Regions from separate parts of the Neogale vison genome. Here region 2 is linked to region 1. The links are chromatin contacts, called in public Hi-C maps. All regions are on one chromosome and are shown on one strand. The core of a region is the stretch at or near the end of the contact, and the rest is flanking DNA. Distances in the headings are between cores, read along the strand shown. Region 1 holds the start of POGZ (pogo transposable element with ZNF domain). Region 2 holds the start of SNX27 (sorting nexin-27).

What was found. Hi-C and Micro-C count contacts between places; a contact is called where the count stands out from the background.
Region 2: a contact with region 1 is called in a Hi-C map of muscle, with 2.5 times the contacts expected there. The contact joins the promoter of SNX27 here to the promoter of POGZ in region 1. A contact is called at or near these places in 2 of 3 Hi-C or Micro-C datasets (fibroblasts and muscle).

Annotation. Positions count from the first base shown.
Region 1 is chr2:107,915,428-107,919,450 of ASM_NN_V1, reverse strand. POGZ (pogo transposable element with ZNF domain) reads left to right here and starts at 2,018. Exons shown (of 19, transcript XM_044239226.1): 1 at 2,018-2,309.
Region 2 is chr2:108,053,367-108,057,389 of ASM_NN_V1, reverse strand. It overlaps SNX27 (sorting nexin-27), which reads right to left and starts at 2,203. Exons shown (of 12, transcript XM_044239241.1): 1 at 1,833-2,203. The coding sequence starts at 2,143.

The DNA.
Region 1 (4,023 bases), core at 769-3,268:
GGCCTTCAATCGAGGGCAGCCTGCAAATGTGGTGGAAATGATGCTTTGTGACCTCTGAGGCTAGGTCACAAAAAGCCATACAATTTCTGCCTGGTCCTCTTGAGGCACTCAATCTTGGAATTCAGCCACTATGATATGAGGAAGCCCAGGCCACATGGAGAGGCCAACAGTCAGCTGTTCTGGTCAACAGCCATCACCAACTTCCAGATATTTGAGGAAGCTTTTGAGATGATTTCAGTCCCATCTACTGTATGAGACTCCAAGTGAAAACTGCTTGGCTTAGCTTAATTGCCTCCCAGAATCATGAAAGACAACAATAAAATTGTTGTAGTTCTAAGCCACCAAGTTTTGGGGTCATTTGTTATTCAATGATAGATATTGGAACAATTTGTCTATGTATATATTGTATAGCTCCCCCCACTAGAGTACAAGTTTCATGAAATCAGGAACTTTGTTTGCTTGCTTTGTTGCTGTATTCCCAACACCTAGACCAGTGCTTGCATATAGCAAAGTACTCAATAAAAAATGTAGTGAAGAAGTGAATAGATACATGACACATTTTCAGCATGATACACTAATGGTTATTGGTCAACAGTGTGCCATACAGTCCGCTGGACTAGACCTCATTGGCAGAGAGGATGAGCTAGAATTTTCAGTATGGCCAAATACATTTCAACAAGAATATTTCAGAGGCAAATAATATTATAATGAAGTATAATTACTGCAGGAAAGCATAAAATAGGATTTGAGCTTCATGTAGAATTTTTCTTCCGGTGATTGATTCCATAATCCCATCATGGACTTTTCCAGATCAGGTCTGGAAAGGCTTCAGAAGCACTTTCAGAAGGATTAGTGTTTTTTTTTCCCAATCCAAATAATAAAGATCTTGCTAAAAATGACAAGCTGAAATAATTCACACATTCTTGGTATGAAATGAGATGAAGTGGAATGAAAATGGGTGGCATCATGTACACACACCTGCATGGGTGCACAATTTGTAATGCCTACTTCCATGGCCTATTTTTGGTCTGGTGGTTTAAATGGAATGTACATACATAAAAAAATGAATAAATATGGTTCTGAATCTCCCCAGACTTGCATGAAGTACTTCAATTTACATTTGGTTTGGAGCAAGTATTTGTGTATTGCTTGGAGAGCAACAATATACTCACATATCCAAGGAAAATATTACAATATTATCAACTCTAGAAGTAAAAAAGGACAAAATTTCTTAGCTACCTGGAAGTTACTTTTTGTTTGGGGAAGAATTACAGGAGGATGGTCTTGACTGGACCCATTGGTTTCTTTGGGCCAATCCATCTCAGCCTCAATTGGACCAAAAAGCACAGATGTGGAATCTACGTTTTCTTAGAATGGAGGATCTCTGCTGAGTCTATTGAAAATGGCTTCAAAGTAGTTTCCATACATGAATGACTTTGATAAACAATATATGCGATCTTTTTCCAGAATCCAGAAGCCCTCAGAATAAAAATGGATCTTAAAAGTTCTTTACTTAAGGCTAATGCCATAAGGCTACTTGGCTGAATGCCTCCTGAGGAAGAGTGTGTGCCATTTTGCTGCCTTTGTTCTAATGACAGTTGTTGGTGCCATTGGGCCTCACCATCTGGCCTGAGGTATGAGGTTCCCCTCTTGGTTAGGTTCAAGCCTTGGCTGGAAAGTGAGGAGATTCCCAAAATTTACTTGGAAAGTGAGGCAAGTGATTTGGGCAATCTTTTCTTTGGAAATGCCATTTTTCTCACCAAAATTTATATGTTGCTTCTGAAGCTAATTATTCTTTATTTCATTAAAAAAAAAAAAAAAAAGTATTTATTTATTTATTTATTTGCAGGCCCAGACAAACTTGACTAGAAAGAAGCCCAGGCAGGAGTTAGGATGAGCCCATGACGTGCCACACGCTCCAACCAATTGAAAGGCCACGAGAGGGGGAGGGCGGAAGTGACGAGACGTATCCCTCCGCGGGGCGAGAGGGTCGGTGGGGGGAGTCGGCGTTTCTCTCCCCCGCGCCAGCTCCCGTACACGGAGCCGCATTCCTTGGCCCCCCCACCCCCTCCCTCGGGGCCCCCCCGCCCCCCTCGGGAAAAAAAATCCACCCCAAATCACTCGAACCCGAGGGAGGTTTCTTTCACCCTCGGGGAGACGAGCTCTCAACGGTTCCCTCTCAGCCGTCTCCCCCAAGCCCCCGTCCCCTCCCCTGCTCCCACCCCCTTCTCCCGGCGCCGGGTGCAAGGTCCCTTTAAGGCGACGGCGCCTTCTTCGGGTCAGACTACCGGCGGCGACGACCACGGGAGGTGAGTGAGCGAGCGGGCGAGACTTCTCTCTCCCCACCCCCTTCTCCCGAGGGTTCCGTTATCTTTTCGCTAGGCGAGGCGCTCCGAGGCGAGACAATGAGAGGGGGATGGGGCGGGTGCGCGAGGGGTGGGGGCGGGGGCCCGGTGGCGCGCGCCCCCGCCCCCCCGCAAGTGGCGGTGCGGCTCGCGGTGGCGGCGGGCGTGGGGCGCGGCGCGCGAGCGCGAGTGTGAGTGCGTGCGCCCCGGGAGCCGCGGTAGCCGCGCGGCGGGTCGGGCCGGGCAGCCCCTACTTGCCTGCCGGCCGCCCGCCCCCGCCCCCCGGCGTCCGGCACGGCGCGCGCGCGCGCGCACTCGCGCCCCACGGCCCCGCACACACCCGACGTCCACACGCACGCCCGGCGCGAGGCGTCTCGAAGGAGTGGGCGGGCGCGGGCGCAGGCGGCGGCCCGCGAGGAAGGGGGCGGGGGCGCGGGCGGCTGTGAGACTGCAGGGCGCGACGGGAGGGGCGGGCGAGGGGGCGAGGGGGCGAGGCCGCGGCGAGGTGACGTCCCGGGGTGGGGGGTAGTGCTCGGTTCTCCCGCCGCGCCCCCGCCGGCGAAGGAGTGGGGCGGCCTTTTTGAGCGCGAGGAGGAAAATGAGTGATCGCTGTGCCGCTCCCTTGTGTTATGTAATCTCAGCTCGGTTCAGTAGTACATCTTAAGCCTTAGTGCACTGCGGTTAGTTTACAAAGTCTTCTTCCTTGGTCCTAAAATTTCTTTGGGTTGGCGCCGTGATTTATAAGATGGGATGAGGCGGAAAAATCTTTTATTTTCTGATGATTATATCCTGCCGCGGTGGGCGCCATGTTTATCCAAGGGACTATTTTTTCTAGATTCTCAGCACCTACTGGAAAGGAGTGGTGTCGTTGATCCACCTGCTTTTCCTTCCTTTCTGCGAGTTGCCCTGATTTCCTCTCCCATCAGACGCGGAGTTATTAACAGGACATAACTGGACGTATCTCTGCTCACTTTTTTTTGGACGTTCTCAGCTCAGAAAAAGGTAGAGCTGAGAAGAGTCATGGAAGTCAATTAACCCAGTCTCGTTTTCGAAATGGAAATTGGGAAAGAGTTCTACCATCTCAGAACAACTGCCTTCTTGTTGCAGATTGTAAACTAGTCTGCAACACTCTTTTTTAGACACCTCCCACCGCAGCTCAAAACCCCAGAGAAATGGTTTTACTTTCAAAGGATTTTCCCTTCTAGAGGGAGGGGAAATGGCAGGGGCAGACAGGGCTGCTTCCTGATGAACGACGTTGAATTTCCAGACCCTGAGCTGCTCTTGGGACTGGGAGTTGGACTCTGAATTCGAACTAGGTCGCACAATCTTTAACTTTGGGATACTTATAAAGTTCCTTGGAGATTGCTGAAAGAGCTCCTTGGGGGCCCTCATCCCCAAGTCTCTTTGGGAGACTCTTAGGCAGTGCCATCTTTTTTACATTTTTAACTTGCAGCCCTTTGGCTGAGGTAACCACCCCATTAGAATTATTGGTTTAGTGTAAAAGTGCTCAGTATATAATATTAAAACAATTAAATGACAATTTACGTCCTTAATTTCCTTCCCCGTAAAGTATCGTTATAACAGTCATGGTGGTGGTGTATCTCAAACTAAAAGAACAGATGGAGATTCTTGGGATGAACAGGATTTTGTTTGTTTCCACCCCCACCTAGATTTTGGT
Region 2 (4,023 bases), core at 954-3,453, 140 kb before region 1:
TTTAGTTATCTAGAAAGAATAGAATTAGATGCCCAGGTATGAAACAAATTTTGGTCACAACTCCATTCTATATCTGAATGCCCAGGCCCCCAAAGATTAAGAATGTATCACCAGAGAATAAGAAAAGAGCACATAGAACATTAATGGAAAAAGAAAATATAAATGGAAAGTTAAATAGCTCCAAACAATTATTTTGATGAGCTACTCTTTCTTCAGGTGGAAGGTAAGAGTAAACAGAATGAGTGAGTTCCACAGAGAAAGTGTGTAGAGGATAAGGGCAGGGGTGATGAGGTAAATAAAAAGGGAGGGACTCCTCAAATAGGCTAGATCCTCATGATACTAACCTCTTTGAAAACTTCGGCAAACCTACTGTTTTCCTACAGGAGAGACTGAAGGTTGTGGAAATTATAACTAAAATAACATTTATAAAAAATGAGAAAGACCTCATGAGGACAAATCCAAGCACTGAGGGAGAGGGCAAAAGTGTGGAAAAAATAAGGTTCAGTAAGAACACAAGAGATACAGGATTGAAGACTGCTGAGGAGAATGGAGGTAATGAGAGTCAACCAGCAATCACTATATAAATTTTAATACAAAGTATAAAGGCATCAAGGTAAAACCTGGATGAGAGTGATGGAGGAGGTCTGCACAGAAACACAGGAAGACAAGGCAGCAGAGCTCTGGGATGCAGTGCGAAGTAAGGTTGAAGGAGTATGAAGGTGGAGGGGCTGCAGTAGGAAGAGGATGGGTTGCAGCAGCAGCAAGAGCCTAAACTGAGAAGTGAAAGCAGCCTGGAGGAGATAAAGAATAGGATAAACTCAAGCGTGGGATCACAAGAGGATGTAGTAAGAGAGAATATAAAGGGCATGCCCCAATAAAGTAAGGAGGTCAAAGACCCGAAAGAGGAGCATAATTTGGGGGGAAGCAGGAATGAAGGAGAGCTCCACCATAATCCTGACTAAAAAGGAGTTTGGTGCAAAAATGAAGATCAGAAAAGGGGGGGGGCTCAGAATACGGATGCTCACAGAGGTACATGGAAATGGTAGACACTAGATTCGAAATGCTTGTGTGAGATGGGATATTCTTTACACAATAGTGTAAAGAAACTAGTGTCAGAGACACCCTCCTCCACCACCAAAACAAAAACAAAAACAAAGGCATGCAAGCAAGGATCAGAGAAGAAGGTACCCTCTTGGGAGTGTGAAATCAAAAGGGAGGGGGGGAAAGGGACACAAGGCAGGATAGAAAAAATGAGGGGGTGCTTAACCACGGGAGAGGGTAACTAAGGAAAGCAAAAGGAGTGCAGTAGAGGGATGATATTTCCGCAGGAAAAGTGGGAGCCGATCACAGGTTTGCCTACTTGGTCTAGAGGACAGAGGGACGGTCCATGAGGGTTGACCGCAGCGGCGAACAAAAACTACGATGCTTAAGATGAAAACTTGGGGAGTCAGAAAAGGAGATTCCGTCAGCAGGGGACAGAAGTCCATTATGAGGGCAGCGAGGGGAAGAGAGCGGCATACCCAGGGGTAAAGCAATGGGGCCGAAAAGAAGGCAGAAGAATGGGGGCAGGGGTAAAAACAGCGGGGGCGCAGGGACGTAGACTGGTTACAAGTAGGGAGGTGCGGGTTGCGAAAACCCTGGGAGCCGGGAGGTGAAAGGGTCAACCCCAAGGAGGTGCGGGGCCTGAGGGGAACGGAGTCCCTAGGGCCGGTTCCGGGGCTGGAGGGGGGAGGGGGGGACAGTGGGGCCTGAGCGCGACAGGGGTAGAGTGAGATGCAGGGACGGCCGGAGGGGGCGGGGCGGGGTGGGGCGGCGGGCGCCCAGATACTCACACCTCCAGGATGCGGTCCCCCTTGCGCACCCCGGCCCGGTCGGCCGCCCCCCCGGGCAGCACGGCGCTCACATGCTGCAGCGGCGCGTACAGCTCCCCGTTGATGCTCCGCAGTTGCCCGCCCTCGCTCACTTGGCCCCGCACGTTGAAGCCGTAGCCGGACTCGGACTTGACGATGCGCACGACCCGCGGGCCGCCGCCTCCCCCGCCGCCGTTCCCGGTGCAGTGGAGCCCGGACCCCCCACCGCCGCCGCCACCCCCGTTTCTGTGAGGGGCTGAGGGGTGAATCCCTTCCCCGTCCTCGTCCGCCATCTTGCGAGCGAGCGAGCCCTACCGCCGCCCCCCTACGCCTCCACTCCCTATTCGCGCGCGTTCGCTCTGTTCAGCAGCCGCGCGACCCCCCTACGCGCGCGCCCGCTCCGCCACCCGCGGGACCCGAGTCCGTCACAGAGCCGCCGGAGGGGGTAAAGGGGAGGCTGGGGGCGGGGGGAAACGGACGGTTAGGCCCGTGGCGCCTCCTGGGAGTTGTAGTTTCTGGACGGTGGGGGCGGGGGTGAGGGCAGGGCCCGGGGCGGAGCGGAGGTTATGTGTGACGTAGTTCGGGGACAAAGCCTGACGGGAGTTGTAGTTTGGGCGACTAACACTGCATCGAGTGCGGCGGACTGTTTCAACTGTTGACATGCGGTCAAGTTTTTTTCTTCTTTCATTTCAGAACTCATTTTGTAGCCTCTAAAGCAAAATATTAGGATAAACTGATGTTTGTGACTCGACAGCCTTAAGTTGCAACCTTAAATCATAACAACTCATTTGTTCAGTACCTTCTGTGTTAGCATACATTATTTTATTCCGTGGCCCCAACAACCTTGTGAGCTGAGTGGATCATGAATTCATTTCTGTATTTCACTTATTTGGAAACTGAACTGTAGAGAGCCCAAACTCATTCAGCTATTAGCTAACAGGAAATAAGACCCGGTTATTTTTTCGCAACTTTCACGTGTTGTAACTATATAAAAACTATACTCCAAGTATACAGAAAATGTATGCAGAGAAAACTACAGTCTCGGCGATTTAGAACTGGATATTAGAGGGGCTAAGTAATAATTTAAATTGGGCAATGATTTTGAAGTAATCCTTTATTTCTGATTTATTTTGTTTCCCCAAACAGCACTGTAGAATTCTTGGCCAATGGCCCAGTTGATGCTTTTCAGCTACCTACCCAAATGCACACTCACAGAGAGTGTGCAGAATGCCCAGCAAAGGCAAGAAAGAAGAGCAAGAGCCAAAATAATGAAAATAGTTTACTTAAGCACTTAGTACTCGAGTCTGGTATTTCAGTTTACCCTCCTGACTGATGTCTGTGACTCGACATAAGTTAGTCTGTTACTGTTTTTTTTTTTTTCTTAAAGATTTTATTTATTTATTTGACAGAGAGAGATCACAAGTAGGCAGAGAAGCAGGCAGAGAGAGAGAGAGGAGGAAGCAGGCTCCCTGCTGAGCAGAGAGCCCGATGTGGGACTCGATCCCAGGATCCCGAGATCATGACCCGAGCTGAAGGCAGCGGCTTAACCCACTGAGCCACTCAGGTGCCCAGTCTGTTACTGTTTTGTGGATGCTGACAAAAGACACAGAATTACTGGGTCGGAGACAAAGGGCTATTACCACACAGGAAGCAACATGAGCTTCAACAGTTGTGTCAATTCCTCTTCCCCCAGGTCTTACAAGGGCTCACATGAAGGCTGTGCACTTACTTGGTTGTGCACAACCAAGGAACACTGAGTTGGGGGAAAACTGCCTTTTCATAGGAAGCAATGACAAACCTGTTCTCTGTCCTGTAGGGAGACATTACTTCTTTCCTTAAAGTTGCTCACTCTAAATGCAACCTTGAGAATTGACCCTGGTGAAGAGCAGTCAGGGTCTTGCACTTTTGGCATACCCAGGAAGATGGGTAGAAGCATGAGAGACCCATAAAGAACTGTTTCTCTCAACATTACTATGTGCCCAACACTGTTCTAAGCACTTTACATCTATAATTTTATTTAATCTTCACAATCCTATAATGTGCCCTACTTATAGATGAATAAACAGGCGTAGAGAATCCATAGAGCTAGTAAACAATCCAGGAGGAGCTACAGGGATTCACAGTGTAAAAAAGAAAAGAAAATCAGGGAACCTGGGTGGCTCAGTCTGTCGAG